Linked DNA regions of Macaca mulatta: region 1 is linked to region 2. A link is a contact called in public Hi-C data. All regions are on one chromosome and are shown on one strand. The core of a region is the stretch at or near the end of the contact, and the rest is flanking DNA. Distances in the headings are between cores, read along the strand shown.

Region 1 (5,105 bases), core at 2,058-4,557, 880 kb after region 2:
AGCAAATGGCTGGAAGTAGTTAACTATAGACTTGAATTAGTATGCAATTGTGACAAAGAGAGAAAATGCCATTCATGTTCTGTCATAGAAACATCTGCATGCTGTTAAGCGAAAAAAGGAATAATGGAAAATAGTGTATACGTCAAGCATCAGAATCAGCTTAAGCTAGAGGTTTATCAGAACTTCAGAATCAAGGACCCCATCCATAATCCATAGCTACTAAATCAGAACCTGCATATTAAAAAGATTCCGGGATGCACAATCACATTTAAGTTTGATATGCCCTAGAGATAACAGATTCCTTTTTAAGTAAACTGAGGAAGCAAATAAGAATATACATACATATTTTATTTAAACTGGATAAACAAACACTGGCAAAGTAAACCAAAAACTAGAAAAAAAATAGACATCTTTGGTAGGGTGACCATGTATTCCAGTATGTCTGGGATTGTCCTAATATATGCCAGTTGTCTCTGCATAAGTATTTATAAAACCTCTCACTCTCAGTGAAAATGTATCAGTTTGAATGATAAATAAATGTCACCCTACCTGGAGAAACTGCATGAACAGAGGGAGTGTGAATATGTATGTACATCTTTTGTTATCACTTACTTTTTAAAAAGTAAAAGTAATGTATTATTATGTTAACGTATTATTAATTCAAAAGCACTTTATTAAGGAAAAAAAAATAAGACCAGTCAGGAAAAACAGATCAAGAAGAACCTAAGTAGGCTAAGGATGGAAACACAAGGAAAAGCAATGCCTGGAGCAAAAAGAAAAGATGCCTTCATGACGACTAGGGAGGGAATCAAAGTTAGGAAAGGACAGTTCAGAGGGTGGCATTATACACACCAACAGAGGAGACTCTCCAAACAAAGACCATGGTTAACAATATATGCAGCAGACCAGGGAAGTAACACAAAGGCAAAAACATCCACTGGCCTTGATTATGATTTGGTGGCCTTTGCCAGAACTGATTCAGGTGAGTTTAGGTGAGGGAACAAGGTTGCATTCATCAGATTGAAACACAAATGAAAAACACAGAAACAAGTCGGAACTGTCAGTGATTCAACCTAGAAATAAGAACAAGCTGACACAAAGAGTTAGGGGAAACTGTTCTGAGGACTTGCAGTCCTTCCATTCCTCCACATCGTCAAGGTTTTATTCCTGGATCAAGCAGGACCATCAAACCTCAGTGTCTGGTCTCCTGAAAAGCATATGCACTGAGTTTTGCTCTGTAACTGTATTCTTTGTTTCTACCAAGAAACACTTCTAGACAACTTACTGCATTTATTTCAGAATTTTTATTAGAACAATCACAGATAACATTACAATAATTTGGATAATTCTGCAAAATTAAAAATCCTGCATCTGATTTGCCAACTGCACTATTTTGGATTTGCTACTTCAGTTTTATTTCCCTTAATGTCAATTTTTGCCTATTTCTATTTTTCCATTTTCAAAACATAAATCCTTATAAACTTCAGAAATCCATTTTAAAACAAACTGGGAATAAAGAAACAAGAATCTCACCTGGGATTTGTTCATTTTCTGCTCTTAGTGGAGGAGGGAGAGCTGAAGGATTAGAAAGGAAGAATGTCAGGAGAGCCTTGGCCAGCCTTGCAGTTCGGAGATTCACCTGCCTATACAGCTCCACACACAAGATACTTACGTGTCCATGTGTGGCTCCGATATATACTGAGCTCAGACATGACACTTTTCACTGAGTGAATGTAAATATTTCTTACTGATTTATTACCAATTTAGGTTCTGTGACACAGAAAAATTAAAAACATGAAAAGATGAGTTTAACAAGTAACAATAATCTAAAGGAAGAAACACTATGGGTTTGTCAAAATTCCTTGTAGGGAAAAAAAAAATTCAGGCCATATTGTTTACCTATTTACCTGTTAACACCATTAACGCCCTGAGGTCAGACAATGCAAAAAACCTCTAAAAAAAGGGATGCGGTGTTTAACCAAGTTTAAAAATGTTCTAACTTGCTAACAATTCCTCAAAAGGATCTTTTAATGAGAAACTGTGACATAGAGCAACAAAATAGGAAGCAGTGGCTAGGGAAACTGCAGACTTGACTTCTAATCTCAGTCTGCCTCTAACGAATGACAAGATCTGAACTAGTCACCTCCTCAAACTCAGTTTTGTTTTCCCGTTTTCAAATAAGATCAAAACAGATAACCCAAGTAGGACCTGCCTGCACTACCATCCGGCGGGGTATCAGGCCAGGAGAGGAGGAAGCTCAGCAGTTCATCTGGATGTGCCGGGTGTTCGCGGAGGGGTGATGACAGCATTTCCTTCGCTGTGGCCGTGAGCCTTTCACCCGTCCCTACCCTCAGACTCTCCAGAGGTGACACTCCTGTTAGCCTGCGCGCCCACCCCTCAACTCCAGCTCACCTCTCTCTTCTTAAACTTGTCCCAGACCTTGCACCGGCACACAGACTCCGACGGCTTCAGGATACTGTGCCATGATTACACATAATACATAAACGAACGCGCAACGTGTAAATAATTACTTGGGATACGAGGGCGGTCAGAGCCAGAAGGGGCCCTGGTGGGCAGCTAGGCCAGCCCCTTTGCTCCTGCACTCCACCCGCAGAGGCCCTGGGGCCGGTGCAGGCGGACTCTCCCAGGAAACGCACACCCAGTAAATACAGCACCTAAACAACGAAAGTGCTCAAAACAACCCAAGGCGGCAAGTATTCCAGATATCCGCAATTTACAGAGAGGAAAACCGAGTCTCCCGTGGGTAATTGTGTCTAATTCATTTGTCGCGCACCCGGCGCAGTCGTTCTCCCCCGCAGCCCCGCCCCCTCCCCGCGGGCCCAGCGCACAAAAAGCACACACGCAGATATCAAACGCCATGCGCACGCGCACGGCAAACGTCACACGCTACGCACGCGGGCTGTTCCCCCCGCCCCCCGGAGCCAGTTCCCTCCCCTTCGGGCTAACGCGCACTATCCATTCGCTGCTACAAGACTCAGCTGGAGGCCAGGCGCAGGGACTTGACGCATAAGGACCCCCGCGAGCCCCGGAACTCACGTTCCCACGCCAGACCTCATCCTTTTATGATAGAGACGCCCTTGCCCCACGGTCCCTTCAACGCCGCAGGCGCCAGGGATCCCTCCCCACCTTCGAGCTATAGCCGCTGCCCGCCCGCCTTTGGGGCAGCGCGGGGACCCCCTGGCCCTCGCCCAGTACTCCGGGGCTCACCCGCCGCTTCTCGCCGCGTGGACCCGGAGGCGAGGGGTTTCCCACAACGGACTGGAGGCCGAGGAAGGACACGCCAGAAGGGGAAGGCGGGGATGCACATGCGCAGAGGGAGCGGCCGAGCGCCCGAGTTAGGCTGGTGGCTGCGGGGCATGGAAGCGGCGCTACCTCCTAGAAGCGAAGCCCCAGGAGGCTGTTGGTCTGCTCTGGCCGCAGCCCTCAATTGTAAAATGAGGCTAATGATAGTGCCTAGCTAGTAGGAGTTTTATGAGAATTGGAGGCGCTTACGTTGTAAAAGCACTTAAACCGGTGTCTGACACATACATTGTTCAGTATATTTTTCAAGATTCCCCATTTTGTATCATGCTGGTCATCATAAATGAGGCTTTCCTACAAAACAGCCTTGTTTAGTGGGTTGAGAGATTACTGTCTCAGTTACCCACTCTTGCTTGGAACCAGGATTCTGTCAGTACCCCCAGAGGTTGTGGATCAAACCAATGTGCCTTTTAGACACAAGCCAGGAGAAGGAAAGGTGTGCTTGAATTCATTCACGAACATGCATGTTAATGTTTAACTGAAAGACTAGAAGAGAATAACGTCTGTGACCAGTATGGTTATTCTCTGGAATAAGGAAAAATAGAAGCTAGCAATTCAAGACCCAAACATAAAATTGTTTATATGTTTAAAAAAAAAAAAAAAAAAAAGCTGTTTGAGTAACGTATTTGAAGAAAAAGCACGCTCTTATTTTACCCAAAACTACGCATACATTCTTTCATGTGCATATCTGGCATTTTCAGCACACTATGAGCATATGGGTGTGTTACAACTTTTCATTTAAAAAATCAACTCCTTGGTCATTGTCCATTTTTTTAAAACTTTTCATTTGCTCATAATTTCAGATTTACAGAAGAGTTGCAAAGATAGTTCCCATATGCCTTTCACCCAGATTCTATTAGCGTTAGTATTTTACATGACCATGGTATATTTATCAAACTAAGAAAATACCACGGGTATAAACTGCAGAGTTTATTCAGACTTAAGCAGTTCTTCCACTAATGCCCTTTTTCTGTTCCAGCATCCAATCAAGGATATTGTTACCGGGGGTCCTTGCTCCCAGAGCGCCCAAGATGGTGCTTGGCCACTTCCAAGATGGTGGCAAACCTCGTGTTCTCTGACCTGGGTTTCTTTGCCTCACAGATTCCAAGGAATGGAATCTTAGGCTATGCAGTGAGTGTTATAGCTCTATTAGAAGCCGTGGGTCATGGAAGAGAACTGAAACCCAGTGACTAGTGTTCAGCTCCATTAGGACAAACCCGGGACTTAGCTGTGCAGAAACAATGGCAAACCTTTAGCCAGACTGGAGCAGCAGTGGGCGCCTCGCTGGATCAGGAGCACAGCAGATGACCTGCCTTTAGCCCAACTCGGGAGCGGCAGTGGGCGCTTCACTGGATCAGGAGCACAGCCAACACCCTGCTGGATCCAGAGGGATGGAAGAAAGCGGGTGGGTCTGCAAAGGCGGCAAACAGCAGTGATGGATGAAGCTCAGTTGGAGCCATAACAAACACGTACCAGAAGAGAGTGCAGTTGCAATATTTAATAGAGTGAAAACAGCTCCCATACAAAAGGAGGGGACCCAAAGAGGGTAGCCCTTGTGGGCTGGAATGCCTGGATTTATATCTGGCTTATTGTCCCTCCTGCTGTTCTCTCAGGCAATAGATGATTGACTATTTCTTTACCTCCTGTTTTTGCGTAATTAGCATTTTAGTGAGCTCTCTTTACTACCTGATTGGTCAGGTGTGAGCTAAGTTGCAAGCCCCATGTTTAAAGGGGGATGTGGTCACCTTCCCAGCTAGGCTTAGGGATTCTTGGCCTAGGAAATC
Region 2 (5,023 bases), core at 2,511-5,010:
GCAGGCCAAGGTGGGTGGATCACCTGAGGTCGGGAGTTCGAGACCAGACTGACCAACAAGGAGAAAACCCGTCTCTACTAAAAGTACAAAATTAGTCAGGCATGGTGGCACATACCTGTAATCCCAGCTACTCGGGAGGTTGAGGCAGGAGAATCGCTTGAACCCTGGAGATGGAGGTTGCAGTGAGCCAAGATCATGCCATTTTACTCCAGCCTAGGCAACAAGAGAGAAACTCTGTCTCAACAAAAAGAAAGAAAGAAAAAAAGAAGAAAAAAAAAAGTAGCATTTCCATACACCAACAGTGAATAATTTGAAAAAGAAATCAAGAAAGCAATCTCATTTACAATAGCTACCAAAAAACTCCCAACGCCTGGGAATAAATTCAACCAAAAAAGTAAAAGATGCTACAATTAAACATATAAAACAGGCTGGGCACTGTGGCTCACACCTGTAATCCCAACACTTTGGGAGGCGGAGGCGACTGGGTCACCTGAGGTCAGGAGTTCAAAATCAGACTGGCCAACATGGCAAAACCCTGTTTCCACTAAAAATACACACACACACACACACACACACACACACACAATTAGGTGTGGTGGCACACTCCTGTAATCCTAGGTACTCAGGAGGCTGAGATGGGAGAATCGCTTGAACCTGGGAGGCATAGATTGCAGTGAGCCAAGATTGCACCAAACTGAAACCTTGTCTCAAAAAAAAAGAGTAAAAACACTGGTGAATGACATTAAAATGGAAAGATATCCCATGCTCATGGACTGGCAGAATTAATATCGTTAAAATGTCCACAGTACTAAAAGCAATCTACAGATTCAATGCAATCCATATCCAAATACCAATGACATTCTTCACAGAAATAGGAAAAAAATCCTAAAATTTATATGGAACCACCAAAGACCCCGAATAGCCAAAGCAATTTTGTGCAAAAAAAAAAGCTGGAGGTGTTGCACTACCAGACTTCAAAACATACTATAAAGCTATAGTAAACAAAACAGTAGGTTACGGGCATAAAAAGAGACACATAGACCAATGGAAAAGAGAATTGAGAAATAAATACATGCATTTATAGCCAATTTCATTTTTGACAAAGGCACCAAGAACATACATTGGAGAAATGACAGTTTCTTCAATAAATGGTGCTGAGAAAACTGGATATTCATATGCAGAAGAATGAAACTAGACCCTGTCTCTCATCATATGCAAAAATCAAATGACAGTGGATTAAAGATTTAAATGTATGAGCTGAAACTATGAAACTACTAGAAGAAAACATTTGGAAATGCTTCAGAACATTCGTCTGGGCAAAAATTTTTTGGTAAGACCTTGACGGCATAAGCAATAAAGGCAAAAATAGATGAATGGGATTACATCAAACTAAAAAGCTTCGGCACAGCAAAGTAAGCAATCACAGTGAAAAGACACCTAAAGAATAGGAGAAAATATTTGCAAACCACCCATCTCACAAGGAATTAATAACCAGAATATATAAGGAACTCAATAGCCAGAAAACAAAAAATTTGATTTAAAAAAATTGAGCAAATGATCTGAACAGACATTTCACAATAGAAGACATATAAATGGCCAATAGGTATATGATAAAATGTTCAACATCACTAATCATCAGACAAATGCAAATCAAAACCACAATGGGATATCATTTTACCCCTTAAAATAGCTATTATAAAAAAGGCAAAAACAAACAAACAAACAAACAAACAAAAAAGCAATGCTGGGGGATATGGAGAAAGGAGAACCCTCATACACTCTTGGTGGCAATGTAAACTAGTACAGTCACTGTGGAACAGTATGGAGGTTCCTCAAAAAATAAAAAACACAATTACCATATGATCCAGCAATCTCACTGCTATGTATATATTCAAAAGAAAGGAAATCAGTATATTGAAGAGATCTCTGCACTCCCATTTTTATCGTAGCACTATTCACAATAGTCAAGATACAGAATCAACCTAAGTACCCATCAATGCATGAATAGGTAATGAACATTGTGGTATATATACACAATGGAGTATTATTCAGCCATAAAAAGAATGAAATTTTGTCATTGAAACAACAAAGATGGAACTGGAGGACATTATGTTACATGAAATAAGCCAGGCACAGAAAGACAAATATCATGCTCTCACTCATACATGGGAGCTAAAATAGTTGATCTCATGAAGGTAGGAAGTAGAATGATGGTTACCAGAGGCTGCGAAGGGAAGCAGGGAGCGAGGCATGAAGAGAGGTTAATAGGTACAAAAATAGGTAGAAGGAATAAGTCTTAGTGTTCAATAGCACAGTATGGTGACAAGTGTTAACAATAATTTATTGTGTGTTTCAGAGTAGCTAGAAGATTTGGAATATTCACAAAACAAAGAAATGAGGTGGTGGATACTGTATTTGATCACACATTGTATGCATATATCAAAATATCACATGTACCCCACAAATATGTACATTATGTACCAAAAAAAAAAAAAAGAAAAACTAAAATAAGCAGCAAAAACCACTTCCAGCTAGCATAGTGCTTAGAAAATACCTAAGCTCAGTTATCAGCCAATGAGAAGTATTATATCACCACCATAAAATTGTGGAACTGATGAACTGCAGTTTTCATCTTTAAAAAAAATTCTTTGACCCATTTCCTCTCTTCAGAAACTAGCGTCTGGGATGGATGGGATTCCCAGCTTCTGTAAAATGCAAAATTGAGGGCTCAAATTGTGGTTTCAATTTACAGGTTTCACAGTCCTCTAAGAAGAAACTAAGGTTTAAGGATGCAGGAAGGCCTTAAATAATTAACCTTTTGATTCAAGGGCTCTGAAGATTCCCCCAAGCATTTTTGGAAACAGAACACTACGTGGTTAAGACTGGGTTCAGTACACTCCACAGCTACATTCTGGTGGTGCTCAAGGGACAAATGCTGTGCTAAATACAAGGCAAGACTGGATTTTAGTGTGGGAAGGCGCATGAATTCGCAGAAAAAAGTGAGGATTTACATCCCACCTGCTAATACCGTGGGTAAACGAATTTCTCTCTCTGAATCTTTAGTAGTCACATTTAAATGGAGGTGGTTAAATCGAAAGAATGGTTACGATGATTAAATGAGCCAATAATGAAAACAGCATGTCTTGTAACAGAAGCAGCTCACCTTTATTTAGTTCTGTATCATACTTTACATCTACTACCCTATTCAGTACCCAAAGGCCCCCATCATTTGCCAGATGGGCATCCAGCCGCCCTGGGACCACCTGCATACGCAGGACCGGAGCCCACGTCGCGGCGGCTTTTGAGCGCGGCGTCTGCAGCGGCCAACGCGCCTGACGTGGCGGCTCCGGTTCACGTCATACATGCGGCTGCTCTGGGCGCCCACTGCCCCGCCACTGCAAGCCTCCTTTGGCCGCCCCTCAAGCAGGTAGCGCAAACGCCATTCCCGGAAGGGGCGCCAGCGCAGACGGCCAACCTCCCAGCCAGGCGGCTCCCACACGGGGCCCTCCGCGGAGGCCGCTTCGGGGCCTGGAGGCGGCTTCCAGGCTCTAGATCCCGCCTCCCACGTCCTGCCCGCCCGCAAGGGCCTTGGCACAGCTGTAGGGGATCGGCCTCTGCTCCCGGCCTGCGCCGAGCCCAGGCCCCGCCCTTTGCGGCCTAGCCGCGACCCGGGGGCACCAGAGTCCTCTCCCCACCATAGGGCGTAAGACAAAAACGCCAACGCCAGAAAGGAGATGGCATTGCACATGCGCAGAACATCCTCTCCCCACCCTAGCGCGAAAAACGCCAACTCCAGAAAGGAGATAGCATTGCACATGCGCAGAACGTTCCCCGAGCCCTACTCCAAAACTACGCTTCCCAGAAGGCCCGGCTGCGACTCCATCTTGGATGACGTCGTGAGGCGCGCCCTCCTCCAGCGGCCTGAGTGATTGCTGTCGGGTTTCCTGTAGCGGGCGCTGGCCTTGCTCAGTGATGGCTGGAGCGCTGCACTGCTCACGTCGGGGCTTGAAGACAGAAGGCCCCCGTGAGGTGCTCCAGGGATCACTGATGGGCAGTTTTGTTAAAGTGATTGAACTCGGTGGGTGCAGGAGTACGTGGAGTAATGAAGGATAATGTCCTGTAACCGCTTCCTGTTAGGAATGGTACCTTTGACAATTGTGCAAACGATACGCGAATCGTAATAAACTACAAAGTATGTATAAGCTAAAACAGAAAACGAGTATACCACTTCCCAAAAGCAAAAGCGCGTAATGTTAGGTGTACATCCTTCTCATGAATTTACACAAGTTTTAATCTAATTGTATAGAATATCATGACTATCATTTCACTAAGAAATACATATAGTCGTCCCTCCTTATCCCGGGGGTCCATATCTATGGATTCAACTAAGCTCGGATTGAAAATACTTAAAAATGATCTGGGCGGGGATGGCTTGTGCCTGTGATCTCAGCCACCTGGGAGGATCACTGGAGGCCCGGAGTTGGAGACCAGCCTGTGCAACACAGTGAGACCTTCTCTAAAAAAAAGAAATGGTTTAAAATATTATATCTTACTGAGCAGGTACAAACTTTTCCCCTCGTCATACTCTAAACAATACAGTAAAAGTATTTACATAGTATTTACATTGTGTTAGGTTTACAATTAATCTAGACGTAATTTAAAGTATAGGGGAGGAGGTGTGTAGGTTATGCAAATACCAGGTTATTTTCTACCAAAGACTTGAACATCCCTGGATTTGAGTAATCCAGGGAGGTCCTGGAACTAATTCCCCCTCGGATACAGAAAGAGGACTTGGCTGTATATGTAAAACAAATTATTTCCTGGTCAATAACTTTATTATATTAAAATATGTAGAATCATCTAGAAAAAATATGTATGTATAGTCATGTGTATAAACACACACATATATATATACAAAAAATATGCACACATAATACATACACACACACACACACACACACACACACACACCACTTTTCTGGATGCGAGGTGTTGAGGAAATAATTTAAAATAAAGCCTCTTG

The links. Hi-C and Micro-C count contacts between places; a contact is called where the count stands out from the background.
Region 1: a contact with region 2 is called in a Hi-C map of fetal cortex germinal zone, with 4 times the contacts expected there. The contact joins the promoter of ZNF248 here to the promoter of LOC144331106 in region 2. A contact is called at or near these places in 3 of 14 Hi-C or Micro-C datasets (cortical neurons, fetal cortex germinal zone and liver).

The regions. Positions count from the first base shown.
Region 1 is chr9:53,233,380-53,238,484 of T2T-MMU8v2.0, forward strand. It overlaps ZNF248 (zinc finger protein 248), which reads right to left and starts at 3,308. Exons shown (of 4, transcript XM_077946261.1): 1 at 3,229-3,308.
Region 2 is chr9:52,355,709-52,360,731 of T2T-MMU8v2.0, forward strand. It overlaps LOC144331106, which reads right to left and starts at 3,761. Exons shown (of 3, transcript XM_077946258.1): 1 at 3,164-3,761; 2 at 116-213. The coding sequence starts at 3,748. The coding sequence ends at 3,206.